Regions from separate parts of the Zea mays genome. Here all the other regions are linked to region 3. Evidence: chromatin contacts called from public Hi-C data. All regions are on one chromosome and are shown on one strand. Each heading gives the region's core, a stretch centred on a gene start, on an enhancer-like site or on the middle of the called end of the contact. The rest is flanking DNA. Distances are from core to core; before and after follow the strand shown. Region 1 holds the start of LOC103644833. Region 2 holds the start of LOC100272484 (Protein HAIKU1). Region 3 holds the start of LOC103637724.

What was found. A called contact is a pair of places that touch in the nucleus more often than the background predicts.
Region 1: a contact with region 3 is called in a Hi-C map of leaf, with 4 times the contacts expected there. The contact joins the promoter of LOC103644833 here to the promoter of LOC103637724 in region 3. A contact is called at or near these places in 3 of 25 Hi-C or Micro-C datasets (ear, leaf and tassel).
Region 2: a Hi-C map of leaf shows a contact between it and region 3, with 5 times the contacts expected there. The contact joins the promoter of LOC100272484 here to the promoter of LOC103637724 in region 3. A contact is called at or near these places in 9 of 25 Hi-C or Micro-C datasets (bundle sheath, ear, endosperm and 4 more).

What each region holds. Positions count from the first base shown.
Region 1 is chr1:105,023,264-105,027,359 of Zm-B73-REFERENCE-NAM-5.0, forward strand. LOC103644833 reads right to left here and starts at 2,594. Exons shown (of 7, transcript XM_008667989.3): 1 at 2,271-2,594; 2 at 1,173-1,245. The coding sequence starts at 2,345. LOC103644834 reads left to right here and starts at 4,021. Exons shown (of 5, transcript XM_020547165.1): 1 at 4,021-4,096.
Region 2 is chr1:104,633,825-104,637,674 of Zm-B73-REFERENCE-NAM-5.0, forward strand. It overlaps LOC100272484 (Protein HAIKU1), which reads right to left and starts at 1,392. Exons shown (of 1, transcript NM_001146955.1): 1 at 61-1,392. The coding sequence starts at 1,245. The coding sequence ends at 319.
Region 3 is chr1:104,780,325-104,784,209 of Zm-B73-REFERENCE-NAM-5.0, forward strand. It overlaps LOC103637724, which reads right to left and starts at 2,601. Exons shown (of 3, transcript XM_008660479.4): 1 at 2,285-2,601; 2 at 1,671-2,158; 3 at 533-1,397. The coding sequence starts at 2,342. The coding sequence ends at 810.

The DNA of each region.
Region 1 (4,096 bases), core at 1,344-3,843, 240 kb after region 3:
TCCTCATCACCATGAAGTGATCGGATTAGATTGTGAAAGATGGCAGCAGCTATAGGTATCTTTACTTGGTTTTCCAGTGTGTGGAACGTGGCAACTTTGAGAATGGGGAAGCGCTTTTTAAGCACCCCCAAAGCCCTTTCCACATGGTTCCTCAGAAGTGCATGGCGATGGTTGAAGAGCTCCTTCGGGTTCTGTGGTCTTCGATGTCCAGCCCCAAATTCCTTCAAGTGGTACCGAGCTCCTCGGTATGGAGCAAGAAAAGATGGAGTATTTGCATACCCTCCATCAACTAGATAGAATTTTCCTGGAGGTACCTGGAAACCCTTGCTCATAGCTGATCTTAGCACTCTAGAATCTGTGGCCGATCCCTCCCATCCACTAGAAACAAAAGTGATATTGAGATCGAAATCACATGCCACCATCACATTTATGCTTAGTGTTCCTTTCCGATTTCGAAAAGGAGAATGTTTATCGGGAGATATGGAAATAGGAATGTGAGTTCCATCAATGGCACCAAGACAATTCTTGAAGAATGGATAGAATCTAGGATTATCTTGGATTTTTTGATGCACTTGATTAGGATCAGGAGGCTGAATGAAGCGATGAGATAGGACAGGAATGACCTTATTGAAGAAGTGGTTGATGTGATGATGGAAGGTGTCATTACTGTGCCCAAAATACACTTGGAGATCCTGATATGAGGCGTTGCGACTTAGCATGTATAAGAAGAACCCCAACTTCTCCTCGACCGTGATCCTTGTATCAACAATGATCCTTCTCCTTCTAAGATAAGTTGCAAGCTCTCTGAAGATGTGTGGTTCCATCCGAAATGTAACTTGACAGTTCTTGACATGTCCCTCGAGCAGTCGACGAACCTTAACCTCGCCTGTCTCATCTGAGGTATGACGTTTCTTCTTTTGTCCCCCACCTCTAGTAGAACCCATCAGATATAAGGCGGGGAAAATAAATATCATCATGTCATCATCTTCTTCTTCCCTCCTCTTTCTAATACGATCCCGCAATGAGATACTCATTGTAGAACTAAAGAATATTTTTTTTGTCAGGTAGAAGTTAAATAATAAAATAGACTTAAAGCAAATCATGTATCATTTCAAAAGTACAAGTAATAAGGACTAAAGTATACCATATATATGTACAAAGAATCAGCATACCTTTTGGAGTTGGTACCGGATCCCAAGAGGGAGGAGGTTCACCTTCCCCAACTATAATTGGTGTTGTAGGGATCTACATGTAACAACTTAAATAAGTAGCTGGCATACATGATTATAAAGTATACACTAAATTCTTGAAGAAAACACATGAATCTAGGCACATAAATAAAAATGCAATTCAGTTGTAGAGCGATAGTAGTAAGTAGTAACACGTTGGGAAGGATATACTGATAAAATTTGATAGGAAAAATTGTGTACACGAACTAAATCAAATAATACCATGATTATTATTACACACCGAAAGCTCAGGCTGTTGACGAATATATTTCTGGATCCGTCACTAGCATCGATTCCATTAGCACTGGCGTGCAGGACCACACGTAGTCTAGGCTAGCTTTCACCAGGTGTCTCCAGCGAAACAGAGCAAGCTTTGCAGCTGGAATTGTATTCGATCAGATACACAGAAACCCATGTTCTTTTTTTCTCCCTTTGTAACCTGAGACTTGCTTAGCGGCTGTTTAATACCATGGAATTCAGGATGTAATATCTGATATGGACAAAATCTTGCTCAGAAGATTTTGCTTCAAATGGAATTCAGGATGTAATATCTGATAAGATTTTGCTTTGTGTGGACGCAAGCAGTTCAGACTTCCAACGGACATTCAACAGGGCAAAATGAAAATGCCAAGCGAGTACTTAGACGACCAAGCTTATCAGAAGCCTATGGACGCGAGACAACTGCTACGAAGCAAAATCTTGGTGAGGAGGTCATACGCCTGCGTCCGGCGTCCTATCAGAAGCCTATGCGCAAAACAAAACAAAATTCCATTTGAAGAAAACACATGAATCTATCCCCTGCTGTTCTGCCAGCGTCCTATCCGCCAGCGTCCGGCGCATCCAGGGGAACATACGCGATGGAACACCAGTGCGCCAGCGTTCTTGGTGAGGAGGTCGTCGCAGGTGTACACCAGTGCGCCTTCCCAGTGGAGATGGAACACGCCAAAACCAACGCGGTGCGAGAGCGGAGAGGAGCGAGATCGAGGGCGAGAGTTTGGGGCAGAGAGAGCAGAGGATAGGAGAGGGAAGGCAGATCCTCACCGTGGAGAAGGCAGCGGGGAGGGTCGTTGTCGGGGCTGTGCGCCGCCGCCGTGCCGGTCGCGTCAAAGCCGCCATCGCGCCGGTCGCGTGGAGCCGCCGCTGCGTCGGTCGCGTGGAGCCAGGCTTCGATCCGGACGTTACCACACAAGGGTTGGTTCCGGGCCGTAAGGTGAAGGAAAATTTTAATCCGGGCCAGTTTCCATTTCAATTCGGGCCGAAACGAACAATAGAAATAAGTTCTATCAAATTCCAAACCAGGCCCATTTGTTCCACCCGGAACAAGGCCTGGAATGGGCTGATACTCTAGAAACGAACGAGGCCTAAATCGAACTCATTCTCCCTCCCAGCCACCTTTCCCATCCCACTCCCACCCGATTTGCTGCGGCGGCGGCTCTCACGGTCACGGCTGCGGCTCTGCGGCGGCCGGCGGCCCCTCTGCTCGGCCGAGCTCGCAACCTCGCCCGCTCGCCGTCTCGCGCGCTAGCGCCGTCGCGGCTCGCGCGCTGCTCGGCGTGCCCGCTCGCCGCTCGCCGCTCGCCGTTCGCCCGCTTCTCCCCGGCTGCTCACTCGCTTCTCCCTCTGCTCGCCGTCTCGCTCGCCGCTGCTCGCTTCTCCCCTGGCCGCTTGCCGCTGCTCACTCGCTTCTCCCTCTGCTCGCCACCTCGCCCGCTTCTCCCCTGGCCGCTTGCCGCTGCTCGCTGCCCGCTCGCTGTCCGCTTGCCGCTGCTCGCTCGCTGCCCGCTTGCCGCTCAGTGACCAGCTCCCTGCTCGCTTGCCGCTCTGTCACCACTCACCAGCGAGGCAGCGACGCGCTCGACGCTCCTCTGCTCTCTCCCCCCGCGCTCTCCTCTGCTCCCCTCTGCTCTTTCCCTCCACCGTCGCGCTCCTCTGCTCTATCTCCCCGTGTGCTCCCTCTTGCGTTGCATCTGCATCTGCTGCGTGACTACGTCCACTGCTTCACCTCCAGGTCCGGCTGCAAAATTGAAAATAACTTGTTTTAATAATATAGTTAGCTACACAATTAAAAGTGTCTTGCTTAAGTTTTGGTTTTGATGGAAATGCCTTGTTTATAGTTTTGATTGTGATGGAAGGAGGCAGTGTAGAGGGCAAGGGAAAAGAGCCATGTATTGGTGAATCATCTGCTGCAGCCTATGAATGGGTGGTTACTACCGATGGTAAGGCTTTCTAGCATTAGATTAGCACTATTGAGTTCTCACATGTAAAATGTCAATAGAAGTTTTAGTTTTCTAGTGGAAAGTCATATGCCGAATTACATTATTAATTTCATGCCACATAACTTTGTTTATTGCTTTACGTCGTTTATTTTTATATTACTAGGAACTCGCAAACAACTACAAGGTTCTATTGATGACCCATGGAGTCATGGTGAGAAGTGGAAGAAACAAGGATTCAAGTGTGCTTATTGCGGTTGTGCTAAGGAGAGTGGAGGTAAGACCCGTCTAAGATGCCATCTAGCTGGTTTGTCAGGAGATGGCAAGTCATGCCTGAATGTACCAAAGCGTGTGAGGGAGGTAATGTTGAATGACTATGCAAGAGGGAAAAAAAGGAGGGCAGATTCTAAAGAGCATAAACTCTTTGTGGACAAGGCAATTATGGATTTAGCATATAGTGATGCTAGAAGAGAACAAATACCTAGGGATGAAGCTGGACAGATGGCGTGGGCATTAAGGGAATCATTGTTGGATCAAAGGACATCTGTCAATAGCCCACCTTTAGGTAGAAGTAGCACTGGGACAAGCAATACCACCCCACCATAGTGCTATATTGGCTGTAACATTGGCAATCAAGAAGCTGGCAGACTCACC
Region 2 (3,850 bases), core at 142-2,641, 150 kb before region 3:
CTAGTCACTCGAGAATCTAAAGTAGAACATGTCCAGAATTTGCATCTAAGAGAAGTGAATGAATTGAAATATTTCACAGTTATACAATTACAAATATATAACAAATCTCCTTTTACATACCGACTAATCAACCACAGCACAGAAGCAGTAAGTAGCAGCAATAAATATGGGAGTCCAAAGTTACAACCCACCTGTGTGTTTCTCCAGCCAAATCCGGCGGACGACCCAACCGACCTCACCGTGGCTACGTCCCTACCGTCAAATGTTACACGGCCGCCTTGCTCAAGAGGGGCAGCTGCTGTGGAAAACACAGACTTGCTATATATCTCTCCACCTTGGGCTAAGGCTCGGCAAGAAGCCTGATGGAGAAAGGAGCCCAGACGGCGACTGCGGGAACCAGAGACCCGGCGACGGCGGCGGCGGCATGGGTCCTGGGCCAAGGATGCCGGTCCCCGCCAACGGAGACAGCGCGGGGAAGTTCGGCGTGAGCGGCGGCGGGTGCTGAAACCCTGGCGAGAGTAGCGGATAAGGTGACCTGGGCGTGGGCGAGAGCAGGTTGAGGAAGCTGCTTGGGGAAGGGAGTATCCCAGGCGACGGTACAGGCGGGGGATGAGGATGTGAAGGCTGGTGGTGAGGGTGTGGCAGCTGTCCCGCAGCTGCAGCTGCAGCCGCCGCCGCCGCGGCAGCGGCTCCCGGTGGGGTGGCGCTGAAGAGGGAGTTCTCGAGGATGCGCATGTACGCTGAGACTGGGGAATCAGCCCAGGCAGGGCCGGGAGCGGGCATGTGCTGTGCTTGGGGCTGCGGCGGCGGCGGACGGTGGAAGACGGGGTAGTTGTGGTTAGGGTTGTGGGGGACGGCGTGGTGGTTGGGATGGACGGGCGGGGGCCGGGCGACGGGGGTTGCGATGGGGGGCGGGCGGATCCTCTGGAGGCGCATGGAGGGTGTCTTGGGCTGCGGCTGCGGCGGGCGGTGGGCGAGCTGGTGGTGGTGCTGCGGCGGCGGTGGGGACGGGGTACCGGCGGTGAGCTGCTGGACGATGTCGCGGAACTGGTTCTTGCTGATGTTGTAGACCTGCGGCTGGGGCTGGGGAGGGCGGTTTGCGGCGGGCTGTGGCTGCGGGGGCGGCGGCGGCGTGGCCTTGCGGATGGAGCGGCCGAGCTTGTTGACGCCGAGGTGCGGGTTCTGGCTGCCGGCGGAGGTGGTGCTACTGGCACTGCTGCTGTTGTTGGAGGTGGTGCGATCCATGGGAACGGGTCGGGGGTGAGGACTAGGAGCCGATTGATTGGGTGGTCAATTTTGGGAGGAGCAGGGAGATGAGGGCATGGGCGCGGTCCGCGGCGAGTTGATTGGGCTGGGTGTGGCGTAAGCGGAGGGGGAGGGGGCGGTGGACGGGACGAGCACGGAAGAGGAGGGGAGCAAGTGGAGGAGCGAGCGCGGAGTAGGTTGCTTTGCTTCAGGGGCGAGGGAGACCAGCTCGGTTGATTCGCGTCTTTGCCGCTGCCCACTGGCCACTGCCGCCGTCCGCCGATGGATCGAGTGGCAGACTAGCTGCCGGCCAGCAATTCCGTTTGTCCACTACGATTCCATTTGCTCCGCAGCAATACGTATTTTGGTGTCTGGACTTTTTGCATTTCTTCAACTTCACCCAGCTTTTGCCCTGCACTTTCCTGTAACTATCAGCAGCAACCCATGAGTTATGGCGTGATGATGATGGAGGTTAGTGACCATGAGCAACAGGCAACAGCGAGTATTACGGAAATGTTTACATGACTACGATTTCGTTGCCGCATGCTCAATGCTGAGGTGTTGCTGACCAATTCGCTGAATTCTCTACGGCACATCGCATTTATCAGGTATTTATTAATACTGTCAGTGGGGCTCAAGATGAGACTTTTAGCCCGGCCTGCATTCATTCTAAATTTTGTCTCTTCCAAACCTCTAAAATTTATAGTACTGATTAGGAGCTAAAATTAGCTATTTTTTAGCAGATCAGCTAATGTACGAGCTAATTCATAGTTATGCCTCTTAAACATTTGGTAGTTGCTCTGACCCAGTTAAAATCAATTAACAACTTATTTGAGATAACAATTGGCTATAAAGGTTCGGAACAGAGAGTCTATACTTTCTAAATCATTATCTAAAAATTAATTTTGAATAAAAATATGTTTATACTTTTATGTTGAGTAGATTTTTTTATAACTCGTGCTATAGAGAGTATATCTTCAATCTCTATTTTTCTAGACACAAATAAATATATATATATATATATTTATATTTGATCATCTAATTAAATAGGCAGTTAGACAATCAAAATCTCAAAAACTATAAAGAATATAAAAAACTTTGCTTTTATTCGACTAATAATATTATTAATTCTGATGTTGTCTTGTTACCTCCATGGCGAGTGTGTGTCGCGCTAGCAGCATGCATGTCGGCATGCTAGCAGCCCACCTTCTCCTCGCTTGGTATCGTTGAGAACCAAATTGATCTTAGTATCGTTGAGCACCAAATTGACCTAAGTATTGTTGAGCACCAAATTGATCATGCGGACACTCCGCGGTCTGGATGGTTCACCGTTATGGCACGAACCGTTCGCGCGCGCAGAGCCAGTTAGAGTTCTAAATTTCTTGCGGGATTTGTTAGCTAAATCCGTGGAATTAGCTTGGGAGACGGTTTGTAACGGGTCCGAACCTCTCTCTCTATATATATGGAGGGCTACGGCCGATTGAAACACCAACAATCGATCAATCAATCAATATACATCTAGTTATGTACATTTTTGCTCTATGAGTAGACAGTAACTTAGATTCCTCTCTCTAAATCTTCACCTCTCTCCGGCTCTACGTCAATTAGAGGCGTCTTAGACGGCCTGCCGATCCCAAGGCAAAGCCTAGGATTTCTCCTCCCGACGGGTCCCTCCCGGGAGCGAGATTTAGGCGCCGTTGACGAACTCCGCCACCCCTGCGCACGTGTGGACCGTCCGGTCATCAGGCGTGTACCGTCCGGCTCGTCAGGCAGGAAACCAGCCCCTGTGCTAGGTCGTGGACTGTCCGGCGCTGGCCGCGGACCGTTCGCGCTTGCGCAGAGAGCACCGCCGCCGATTCTCATCGGGGTGATTGGCGTCCGGATCGGCGCCAACACACTTTTTGGCAACTCCGTTGGGGAACTCGCATATAAACCTATCAGATCGGCCCTCAATGGCTGGTTCAAGGGATAACTCTGACGTCTCCCCAGCAATATCATCGAGCCGACTTGGGAAACCTTGCCGGCTGAAGAACAGCTTGAGTTCGAGGAGCATAAGGAGCAACTGATCAAGGAAGCAAAAGCAAAATTCCTAGCCAACTTCAAAGTGGACAGGAATAACAAGGTCGTTCGGCAACATGCGATTGATCTGGCTTCGCTCCGACCCACTGCAGCTACCCCCAAGGTAAGCAACACAAACGAACTCCAATCTCTTAAAGATTACATAGATGACCAGCGAGACCAAATGCAACAGATCATAGGGGGTATGCAAAATGATTATAAAAGGTTAGCACGTGCTTTGATAAATCTACCATTGCAAATTTTTCTTCGCACGAGGTTGAATTGGGGGAAAACACACATGATTTATCGGCTACAGGTTGTCACGACCAGTCACAAGCCCTTTATGGGATGCCGATAGACATGTACCCTGGGCAACCACAGCCTCCTATGCAAATCGGTGGTAAAATCACCGATCTGCGCATGTCCGGGCCGTACGCACGTGAGCGCGGACCGTCCGGGCCAGCGAAAGCCGATACTGTTTTTTAGAAATGAATTACCAAGACATGCACCCGAACCACCACGTACTACTCAAAACCTAAATGGCTCA
Region 3 (3,885 bases), core at 1,351-3,850:
AATGTCCTAAAACATGCACATATTCTGGACACCAACCTTTTCATGTTTGTGGTAACATCAATTTTTTCCATGCATTGGAATCTTATGACAATTTATCCCATTTGTTTTTTATGTGTCTTGATCGTCACACGAACTTATCCCATTTCTTTCAAGACTTTTTTAACTTTAGCATACCCAACTGAGTTCAAATGGACATGAGTGCCCTCCGCATTCCAATCAATTTGCACCATCTAAAAACAACTCGTATGATCCATGAGATTGAGCAAGCAGGTGTTGCAAGCAATTTTAGTTGTTTTTTCCCTTAAAAATGGTAGTGATGGCCAATATAGTGTGACGTCAATTTTGCTGTAAAACCAGTCGCCGTCAATTTCATGGTAAGGAAGCTAAACTGATTGCACCAGGCAGCGCAATGCAATGACGGACACAAACGTCAAAAGAATTGGGTGAGTTTAACGCGACACAAACGTCAAAAGAAATGGTTTTTTGCCAAAATTGGTTTTTATATCGGGTTGTTCGTTTCACTATTAATCTATATGTAGATTGAGTGATATTTAGTCGATTTAAATCCATAGCAAATACATCTCAATTTATTTTAATACACATTAATCCACGTGACATTGAAATAACCAAACAAGACCTAAGTAACCAGGAAATAGTACTATGTTTCATTTCAGAAGAGTTGAGTTGTGAATTGGCAAAAGAGCTATTTGCTCCCTGTACCCGATTGTAGAAACAAAGCTCCCATGATGAATTTTGGCTGGCTGGTGTCAGGGAAAGACAACCACTGCCGATACCCAATCTGAACATTCTTATTCCTCGTCATCCTCGTCGTCGTGGAAGCGTAGGTGCCTCCCCTCCGGCACCGGCAGCCCCCTGAGCATCAGTGCGCCGAGCTCCGCCCTAGCTTCAGCCGCATCGGCCACCTCCTCCCGCTCGATCTCGTCGTCACTGTTGTAGATGAACCTGGTGTGCTTCCCCTCGAACTGCGGCAGCCCGGTCTTCTTCTCCCCTTCATCCAACACGGTCATCCGGCTCATCTCATCGCACAGATCATCGTAGCAGCCGTCATCGCTGTCTTCTTCCCAGTCATCCTCCTCCTCGAACTCCTCCTCTTCTTCAGTGTAATCTGCCGCCAGCTCCTCCACGTCCAGCTCTTCTTGATCGCCCTTCTCGGAGCTGGCATGGACCTGAGTGGACCAGGCTGAGGAGCTGTCACCCTCCTCAGGTGACGATGTCTTCCCGGCGCTGCCCTCCTGGAGGGAGACGGATGATGGGACGGCTGATCCGCTGGACTCGTCGGAATTGTCCGGGGAGTCGTCGAACACCAGCGCACGGTTCAGCTGGCACTCGCCCAACTTCTCCTCTGGCTGAGGTGGAGGGATGGAACCTGCAATGACCTACACACCAAGGTCAAAACTTATTATGCGACAAGTACCGCAGAATTGCAAATAAACTAACATGGACATGAATAAATTAAAGAAGGTTAACAAATGAAGATACTAGATGAAATGGTACGTTCCAGACTGAAATTGGAAACCCCACTACTCGGAACAGAAACGGTGAATCAAACGTGTACAAGGCACATGTCGAATTGCAGACTATTCGTCCTCGATGAGTAGGAAGATTTCATACTAGGGGGGCCATTCATTGCTAATTGACAATTACATTACCTGAAGCTTAGGAATCAGCAGTTCCTCTTCGTCGAGGACGCAGGGCACGACGGTGGCGCCGTCATGCAGCCCGACGCCTTCCCTGGGCGCGGAGACGGGGCCGATCTGCGGCGTGTTGGCCGGCGTGGGCGCAAGAAGCTGGGCCGGGGACCTGGAGACCCCGAGCAGCGCCTGGATGCGCTTGGGCCTGACGAGGGCGCCGGCGGCGGCGCAGCCCTGCTCCTCGTCGACCTTGTGCAGGAGCGCCTTGACCTGGCCGCGCAGGAGCGCCTCCCCGGAGCCTGGCGTGCAGCGCGGGGCCCTGCGGCGGGTCTTGGCGGGGGTGGTGTCGGTGGCGTGGAGGCTGCCCGCGGCGAGGCCGACGACGGGGGAGTCGTTGGTGATGTCGTGAAGGGCCGCGCGCGTCTGTGCGTGTGTCTCCCCCGCGACGGCGTTCTTGGACAGGGAGAAGAGGGCGGCGGAGTCCATCCCTGCGGCGGCGCTCTTCTCTGCGGGGAACCAAAGGTGGGCGTCCGTCAGGAAACACGTCCAAGAAACGCGTAGGTACTGAAGAATCGATCGATCCAGCGATCAAGAAACAGAGAGGCGAGGCGCGGGAGGAGAAGAGAACTCACGGGCGGATGCGGCGGCCAGCGAGCGGGTGATCCTCCTGGTGGACAGCGGCGTCTCCATCGGCGATGCGGGTGAGAAGCGCGCGTCGCTCGCGAGGAAAGAAACGACGTGCGAGGGCGAAGGAGCGGGAGAGAGAGCTGGGGGAGACGGCGAAGGCCCTGCGGCAGGTTTAAAAAGTTGGAATTGTGGCAGGACAACGGTAATATGACCGTTGTCTCAGGCTCTCAGCCTCAGGGAACGGACGAGGAGACGGCACTGCTCGCTGCTTGCCCCCCTCTCCCTCCGTACTAGCCGTTGCGTGGTTGATGCTGGTGGATTGGGCATGCAGCACCCACACTCTACCTTGCCGTGTAGGTGCAACGACGACTTTCTTTTGGTCGTGTAGGAGATTTTTGCGATTATGGAAAGCGGTAAAACAGGCTTCGCTCGTATAGACAGAGAGGCGAGTGCTTCACCTAAATGGAGACAAGACACGCTTAAAGTCATCCAAATAGACAAGCTCACACGTCTTGTCATCTTCAACTCGGATTTAATAAGCCAGAGACGTCACCATTAGCGGCCGTCACCGCAGACATTTTCAGGTGAGTTCTTAGCCTCGAAGTTCCTCTTCCCATCGTTTGTTCATCTTGTCCCCGGCGCCCATGAAGGGTAGCAGCTCCGCGTGGCGTATCAGGGCATCCCGGGCGCCTACAGCTATGCCAAGGACTACCCGCTGCGACGCTATCCCCTGCGATCCATTTGAGCTCTGGATCGCCGTGCTCTGGATCGTTTTATTTGCTTCATTCTAACTATTTCGTTGCGGTTTTTAGCTTAATTATTTAAGACTTGTCATGTTATTAATGCACAAGGTTTTATTCGAAGTGGAATTTATATGATTTTACTGAATCATATGAGAATTTAATGCAGACAGAAACAATCAATTACTGGAAGTAATGGATTTGCACTGTCAATCTCGGTTTGCAGGCCAATAGATGGTCAGGAGTAGTCTTTAGTTAATCTCAGTTCTGAACCTAAGACTATGATCATTATCTGAAACTTTGCATTTGAGACCTGATGTATGTGTGAGCCTGAAACCTGATGCATTTGAGAACCTGATAAGACAGATTAGTTTGAACTCAACCAAAGAAGGCAAATTCTGGCAAAAATACAGAACTGAACCTAGGCAAGAACAATGCAAAGAGCTTCTAGAGGACAAAACTTTATTTATCTCGATAATAGTTTACAGGGGCATATGTGCCTAGATCATCTCTGCATATTCGCTTTTAAACGATGTCTGTTATCTACTAGCAAGCTCCTGCATGAGAGTGATTTAGTTGCTTGCGCCGTGCTCCCCGTCGAGAACTCCCTCGGCCGCAGCATCCACCGCAACTACGACCTCCTCTGCCACCGCCTCCACATAGTCGGGGAGGTCCAGCTCCCCGTCCACCACTGCCTCCTCGCGCTCCCCGGGGTGCAACAGGAGCTGATTAGTGATCACCGGTTATCTCCCACCCGCAGGCTCTTGCGCAATGCAAGCTCACGCTCAACACCATCACCTCAACATGGCCCGCGAGGCCTTCGAGAACACTGCGGGTGCCGCCGACCACATCGCCGCGGGGGACTC